Regions from separate parts of the Gasterosteus aculeatus genome. Here region 1 is linked to region 2. A link is a contact called in public Hi-C data. All regions are on one chromosome and are shown on one strand. Each heading gives the region's core, a stretch centred on a gene start, on an enhancer-like site or on the middle of the called end of the contact. The rest is flanking DNA. Distances are from core to core; before and after follow the strand shown. Region 1 has its middle 31 kb from the start of LOC144409417. Region 2 holds the start of zfp36l2 (zinc finger protein 36, C3H type-like 2).

Region 1 (3,480 bases), core at 650-3,149, 49 kb after region 2:
CACACACACACACACACACACACACACACACACACACACACACACACACACACACACACACACACACACAGACGGGTCGAAGCCTGTCGCCCACAAGACTGACTGCCTTCGCTTTGGCACATCAGCCAACACATCCTCAGGTAAACAGGTCGGTGTGCTGTCACACACTGACTTAAAGGATATATGAGGAGGCAGGCATGTAGCCGCACATACACATATAAACACACACACACACACTCGTGCAGACTGACAGGCTGGTGCATGTCAACAGATTCCGTTTAGAGTGAGGCACAGACACAAGAGAGAAAAGAAATTAACGGGACCAATGGGGTCTTTATGTGATAAAAACCAGTCCTTGTTGTTGAGACAAAGAAGAAATAATAGAAACATGGATTCAGACACATCAAAATAATAATAATAAGGAGAAGAGAAGCAGCCCCAAACAAAGCAGCAGAATGGGAAATGGAATTGAAATGACAGTGTGGTTTGACAGCACATGTGAGTGGAAATAGAAACAAACGCTGGTTTGTATCCAGGAAGTGTTATGACAGTTATTTCCTATAAAAACAAAACATGTATTTTGGTAAGATTGAACTCAGATCCAATGGAAAAAAACTGCTCTCTATATTTTGTATGCCTCATTTCACTGAATGAATAAGTCAAGGTTGATGGTTGATTTTGTAGGCAAATATGGAAACCTTTATCTTTTTCCAGATTTTAATTGTCTAAAAAAGAAAAATTCACTTTTGAAACTTGTAGAAGAGATATGTGCATTGTACGACAGTTTGTTTTCCAGCTGCTTGATTTTACACTGACCTTGGAATTCCAAAAACCTATAAATAATCCACTGGGAGTTCCCTGTGGAAACGCTCTTCCTCGTCCTTACAGCGAGATAACCGCTGGTCTGTAACTGCCGCCGTCACGCCTCCAGGAATCCAAACGAGGTTCCTTCAGGTCAGCTTCCACTTCAAAAGCTGATCAAAAAACAGTGAGCTTTGTCGCCCGGCTGCAGGCAGTGAGCTAGAGCGTCCTGGGGCTCCCGCTCCCTTGCACAGTAATGGGATTATGGCTTCCACAGGGCAGATTAAGGGGCTCCGGGTCCCAGCCTGTCTTCCTGCGTAATTCCCATCCGCTGCATCCGAATGTATTAGCGATGGCAGAGTGGGAATGCTTCTGCTCTCATGGCAGAGTTTGCCCCATGATGACCTGACATAATGTGACTGACTAAAAGACTGTATGATTTGATGGCGTAACAAAACAAACCGTAGCATGACATGACGTGAAGAGACGTCAAGTGACTTAACACCACATGCCATGACATAATATAACAACTAATGGGCATCATACGGTAATGTAAGACAGCGTGACATAAGATGCTGTGAAAGGACGAGGCAACGTAACACACTGTGTCATGACATTGCAAACCGCAGATAACATACTGTAGAATGTAATTGAACATTGTAATAAATCGCAACATAATATACAGTGTTGCTGCAACAAAACCTCAGGCAACCATTGATTTACAGTCACAAAATATAACACTTGTTGAATGTGTGAAGTGGATTCAGTCGCAATTACGCACCCAAAGCATGCGCACACATGCCTGACAAGTGTACACTTATCGGGCCAACGCAGACCCTCACACAACCCCGTGCGCGTCTTTGGCCACGCAGCCATATTAACAATCTTATTTCACAGACGGAAGACTTCAGGGTGAGACACAATTACTACAGGTATTAGGAAAGAAAATGAGGAAAAGTCCTTATTTAAGAAAAAACAACTGAATAATAGTAAACAGATATCTTAGCGGAGTTGTGTAACAGGACGTCACCCCAGAGGCGGGTAGACGGGGAAAAGACGTCTCTGGTCCTGCACTGACCGCGCGGAGAGCCACTGTGATTCACGTGTGGATGGATGATGGGTGGGGGTGCACGCTGCTGCCGCTCTCTTTACTCGTAGGAACACTGACCCCTGGTGTTCATCGTAAAGTAAAAAAAGAAAAAGTTTTTTCCTGCTCTCTAAACCTTAAAAACAGATGAAATAATCGATATCTGACAAGATGACCTTGTAATAGTGAAGCTATCCCACATTCATACTTAATTTTATTCCCACCAGAGCCGAGAATAATTCCGTACAAACATTTTTATCCTCCGCCGGTGGAAGACACGAGTGCAACAAGTGCACGGTGTCTCTTGGCGCTCTGTCTTCTACTCTCCTCTACTCGTATTTAACTCCGTAATCCAATTTGGTACGAAGCCTCTGTGCACACATGCAGACACACAGGATCCTGCGTCGCAGTGTCTCTGTCCCCCACTATGCGGAAGTTTCCCTCCAGGCCCAGCTGGCAGAAGTTACAGCAGGGCAACAATGTGCCTGCAGGACGGGCCAGGACAGGGTCCGGGGACTGGGGGCCCCGCTGAAAGGCTGCTATTGTCCCGCCCCACCTCCATCAGGGACCATTAATTATGGGCTGTGGAGCACGGCTCTGAGTCAGAAAAAGTCCAAAACACACACACACACACACACACACACACACAGCTTGCACCCCCCCCCCCCCCTCCTCGTCCTCGCTGTTACAGCATAAACACACTGATGGGGCTTAAGAGAACCAGGTCCCCCACCCCTACATCCCATCAGGCCCTTCTCTCGTCTCCGCTGGCTCTTTTAATGAAGCCAAGCTGAGCCCTGAGCACAAAGCTGTGCCTGCTTTCTTTTTTATTCCCAAGAATTTACAATTGAGCACTGCAGGGACTGGGGAGAAATGGGAAGGAGGGGAATTTCCTCAAAGTTCTTTCCCCCCCATTTTTCTTTCAGTTTCTCTCTCTCTTTTCTCCGGGGGGGATTTGAGGTCTAGGTGGCTTCATTTTCCCCTCAATTCTCCAACATCTACGTCTCCTGCACGGCTCGACTTGGCAAACAGACGACTGGCTGTGGGCAACTGGTGTTGGATGAAAAGCAAAGATGAGCACGCCTCCTTTTTCAGGGCCTCTGAGCTGCGGTGTTCTTAGAAGGATGCCTTTTGCCGTACATGTATATTTATTTATATTAATCTGAAAAGGGCCTCGCTGAGGTTTTTTCATCATTGATGGTTTTTAAAATGTGTGTTTATAAAAGTTTAAAAGTTTCAGTCGTCATAAAGTAAGTAGAAGATGATATGAACTCTACGACTAAAGCAGGGGTACATGAACGATAGTCAAAGGTTGCATACACACATATATCTGTGTATTTTGATATACACCTACAGTATGTATCTACAAAAACACCAGTACATATTATTTGTTGTATAAAGCATTTAAGGGGCTATAACAAGAGCCATGAAATATTTCACATAGCAGAATAACAAATAGTCAGCACACTCGATGCATAGTCTAAAAAAGAAATGCCATCAAGAATAAAAAGAAAAAAAAACAAATGATGTATCATCTGGTTTCATTATTATTGTACTGTTCAATGGACCCCGGGATGACACATTATGTTGCA
Region 2 (3,651 bases), core at 887-3,386:
TCTCCGTTCCAAAGTTTCTGAATGGAAGAAAACTCCAAAAAAGTATGCTGTATGTCAACAATACTTTGTGCGTGCCGAGGCCGTGACGATAACCCAGCGGGGGGGAAAGTGTCAGACCACAAATGCCTCCGAGCGCCGTCTGCATCGAGCATGCAAACAAGCGCCGCGCTTCCTCCGCCTCCAACGGAGGTTTCAAGGATTAAAGGGTCTGGGACGAAGCGACGGCCGAAGCTTCGAGCGTCGACTTCAATGGCGCGATTGTGCGGCCGCGCTGGCTTTACAGCGCTGGCGCGGGATCGTGGAGGCAAGTGTTTTCCTCTCTCGACACGTCCCCAAAGTCGCGCTCCAGCGTTCGCTCTGACTTCGACTGTATGTTTATACAAGGTGTTATTTTTCCGCTGTTCAATTTACTGCAGGATTCTTCCCGTTGGACTGCGTTTTTATGCTTCCCTCTACTTTTCCTGGTTATGTAATTAGGAGGACGGCACAATGGACTACTGTCCTGTGTGTGTATGCGTGTGTGTTTGTACACATGAATTTGTGTGTTGCCCTCTCACACAGCCGGACCCTTCTCCTTCCCTGGTAGCCATGTTCCCTGTTACAGTAAAACTGACGTAATGTTTTGGAACATCTTAACGCCCCCCCATAGATGAACGCTTTAACGGAACAGAGCCGTGATGGAGGAGAGCGGTTACTGCGGACGAGGACATGTTGAAGGGATTTTCTCAGCAGCCTCGGCGTGTCTGTTCTTCCCATTAAACTATTTATCACAACTGGCCAAGCAAATAGTCCTGGGGCAGCCCTCAAGACTAATTTTAGGGTTGGTAGTAGTAGATTCCAAGCTCTTATGTCACTTGTTTTTCGCATGTGTCCCCCCCGGCATCACAAACCGTACAGCACTTGAAGAAATATTGAATCATGTCATGGAGAGAAAAATTGTTTATTTAAAAAAAAAGAATGTAGAACTATTCTTTGACTTGAAAAGCTTCATGGTTACTAGTGTCGCAGAACCTGGAAATTTCTGCAGATCCGTGTCGCACAGCGTTTTTACACCCCGCTGTCGGCTCGCTGATGTAAGTCTCGTCCTTCTGCTGCCAGCGCTGCAATCTTTCCACTGTGGGATTTATTCTTCTCAACTTGACAACTCCCAGAGTGCAGCGTAGTAGTTTGACATTTCCATGTGAACATTCTGCCACCCTGCGAACGTTACGTCAGGCCAACTGCAGCGCGTTCTTTGATTAACAAAGAGGAGGGTGACACAAAACACCCACTATGTCTGGGGGCTTCTGCTGTGGCAAAAACAAACGACATAAAAAAAGTCACTTTCTCTACAATCACCGCTAAAGGGGATCCAAATGGGCCTTTAGGCCTGAGCCAGCTGCGGCCAGCAGGGGGAGCCAGAGTCCGTTTGGGCACGCAGTTCCCCTCTTGGCCTCGCGGGGGCAGCGTTGCTCCGCTGCGACACATTTACAAACCGCATTCTTGCAGTCGGGCCTGAGATTGGGGGGGAAAAACAAGTCATGGAGAAACTTCAAGAGTGGCTCAAAAAGAAGATTGTAACCGAAGCGTATCCGCTTTGCGCTCAGCGCGTTAGCTCGTTCTTTTCCAATCGATTTCTGAATCGAGACAAAATCCTATCGATGTTTAGTTTGAATGAGTAGCATAAAAAGGTCACGCGCTGCCGACGGCCATGGACATGTCTCCTCTGCCATGTGTAGTGGACCAGGAATAGGCCGCTGTTGCCCTGTGGAAGTCCACTACGCAACGCGCTCGCTGCTATAAATTGGTGCTTGCACTCTGCCTGGACTCCTCTCCCCTCATACTTGTGGTCTCACCCCATCACAGGGAGGGAGAGGCACAGTTTCCTTCCATTACAAATGCATGTGTCAGCTTCCTAGTGTGGTGGTCCAGAGGTGGAGAAGGGTGGCCTGGCACTGGTCGGTTTTTTCTTTTTTTTCGGGGGGGTCGGAGAAGTTGCCTTTGAGCAAGGCACAACGTGTGACCCAGGGGAGGATGTGCGTACGGTTAATTTGTTCCTGTAGAGCAGCGCGCATGCGCAGTAGACCCCCACCATGTGTTTCTGCATTCTTTCTCAGCGAGTCGGCCGAAGAAGAAGTAGTAACAAAAAAATAAAAGATAAACTTCCACAAAATTGGTTGTGTGATTAAAAGTGTGTGTGTGTGTGCGGGAAGGGAGAGGGGGGGGGGGGGGGGGTGCTGGGGTTGGATTTCAAGGCGTGGTGAAGGAGAATAGGCGGCCAACCGGTGAGAGGAGCTTTTCTCCGGGAGGGGGGGAAGAGGCGGCTCCTCGCAAAACTTCGCACCGACTTCAGCTCGCCCCTCCCCGGCCGCCGCCAGGCATTTATACCCACGCAAAAAGGCTGCAGCGCACAGTGAAGCACTCTGGCTCCGCGCTTCTCGAGGGGAGGACATAAAGCCACCTCCGACCCCACAGCACCAAACCAACCCCCCTGCTGGTTGTTGGTTTTTTTTGTGTGTTTCTTCTTATCCTCCTCCAAACTTCTGCGGACTTAAAAACTGCACACGAACTTTTTAACGGCAACTTTTTCCCTCAACCAAAACCAGTCGTGGCACAAACTACCGCTTCCGCACGCCGCGTTCAGGGACCCCGCTCGGTCCTCCATGAAAGAGGGAGTGCGGCAGCACGCTTGGGGAAACGAGATGTCTGCGACCGTCTTGTCCGCGTTCTACGACATGGACTTGCTCTACAAGGTAAAGCTCGGGCGCGTTACCGGGGGGCGCGGGCGCGCGCGCTGCATCAACGCCGCAAAGTTGTTCGACTGCATCAACTTGTTGCGGCGTCATGTGGTGGAAACATTGTGTCAATTTGCTGCCAGCCGTGCACTGCTAACTTGTGTCTTTCTCTCCCGTACAGCAAGATAAAAGCATGAACATGAACGCCCTCCACATCAACAGCATGCTGGACAAGAAAGCCGTCGGGGCCCCGGTCACGTCTCCGGGCTCCGGCCCTTTCTCTCCGGGATTTTTCCGCAGAAACTCAACCAGCAACTTGGAGGCGCTGAACAACGGCAACAAGTACTCGATGGGCTCCTACGGCAGCCTGAAGGAGAACACGCCGAACGGCGGCGGCAGCAGCAGCAGCAGCGCCGCCACGGCCCTCATGAACAAGGAGAACAAGTTCCGCGACCGCGCGTACAGCGACAACGGGGACCGGGGCGTGCTGCAGCAGAAGCCCGGCTCTCAGATCAACTCCACCCGCTACAAGACCGAGCTGTGCCGGCCCTTCGAGGAGAACGGCTCGTGCAAGTACGGGGAGAAGTGCCAGTTCGCTCACGGCTACCACGAGCTGCGGAGCTTGTCCCGCCACCCGAAGTACAAAACCGAGCCGTGCCGCACCTTCCACACCATCGGCTTCTGCCCGTACGGCCCCCGGTGTCACTTTATCCACAACGCCGACGAGCGGCGGCCCGCGCCGGCCACCAACGCCAACATGCAGCTGGGCGAGTCCCGCTCGGTCCGCGACCTGTGCAGCTACGGCCAGCGGGACTCGCTGCCGCCGCAGCTCGGCTACACCCAGAGGGACAGACCAAAGCTTCACCACAGCCTCAGCTTCTCCGGCTTCTCCACCCACCACGGGCTCGAGTCTCCCCTGCTCGACAGCCCCATGTCC

What was found. Hi-C and Micro-C count contacts between places; a contact is called where the count stands out from the background.
Region 1: a Hi-C map of tail fin shows a contact between it and region 2, with 5 times the contacts expected there. The contact joins the enhancer-like site here to the promoter of zfp36l2 in region 2. A contact is called at or near these places in 4 of 6 Hi-C or Micro-C datasets (skeletal muscle, tail fin and whole body).

What each region holds. Positions count from the first base shown.
Region 1 is chr6:6,320,045-6,323,524 of fGasAcu3.hap1.1, reverse strand. No RefSeq gene overlaps it. Among protein-coding and RNA genes, the nearest start is that of LOC144409417, 31 kb to the right of the region's middle. Within about 2 kb of position 1,899, at least 7 of the 9 cell types and tissues checked have open chromatin away from gene starts, as enhancers often do.
Region 2 is chr6:6,369,249-6,372,899 of fGasAcu3.hap1.1, reverse strand. It overlaps zfp36l2 (zinc finger protein 36, C3H type-like 2), which reads left to right and starts at 2,136. Exons shown (of 2, transcript XM_040179111.2): 1 at 2,136-2,732; 2 at 2,896-3,651. The coding sequence starts at 2,643. thada (THADA armadillo repeat containing) reads left to right here. Exons shown (of 38, transcript XM_078103924.1): 38 at 1-2.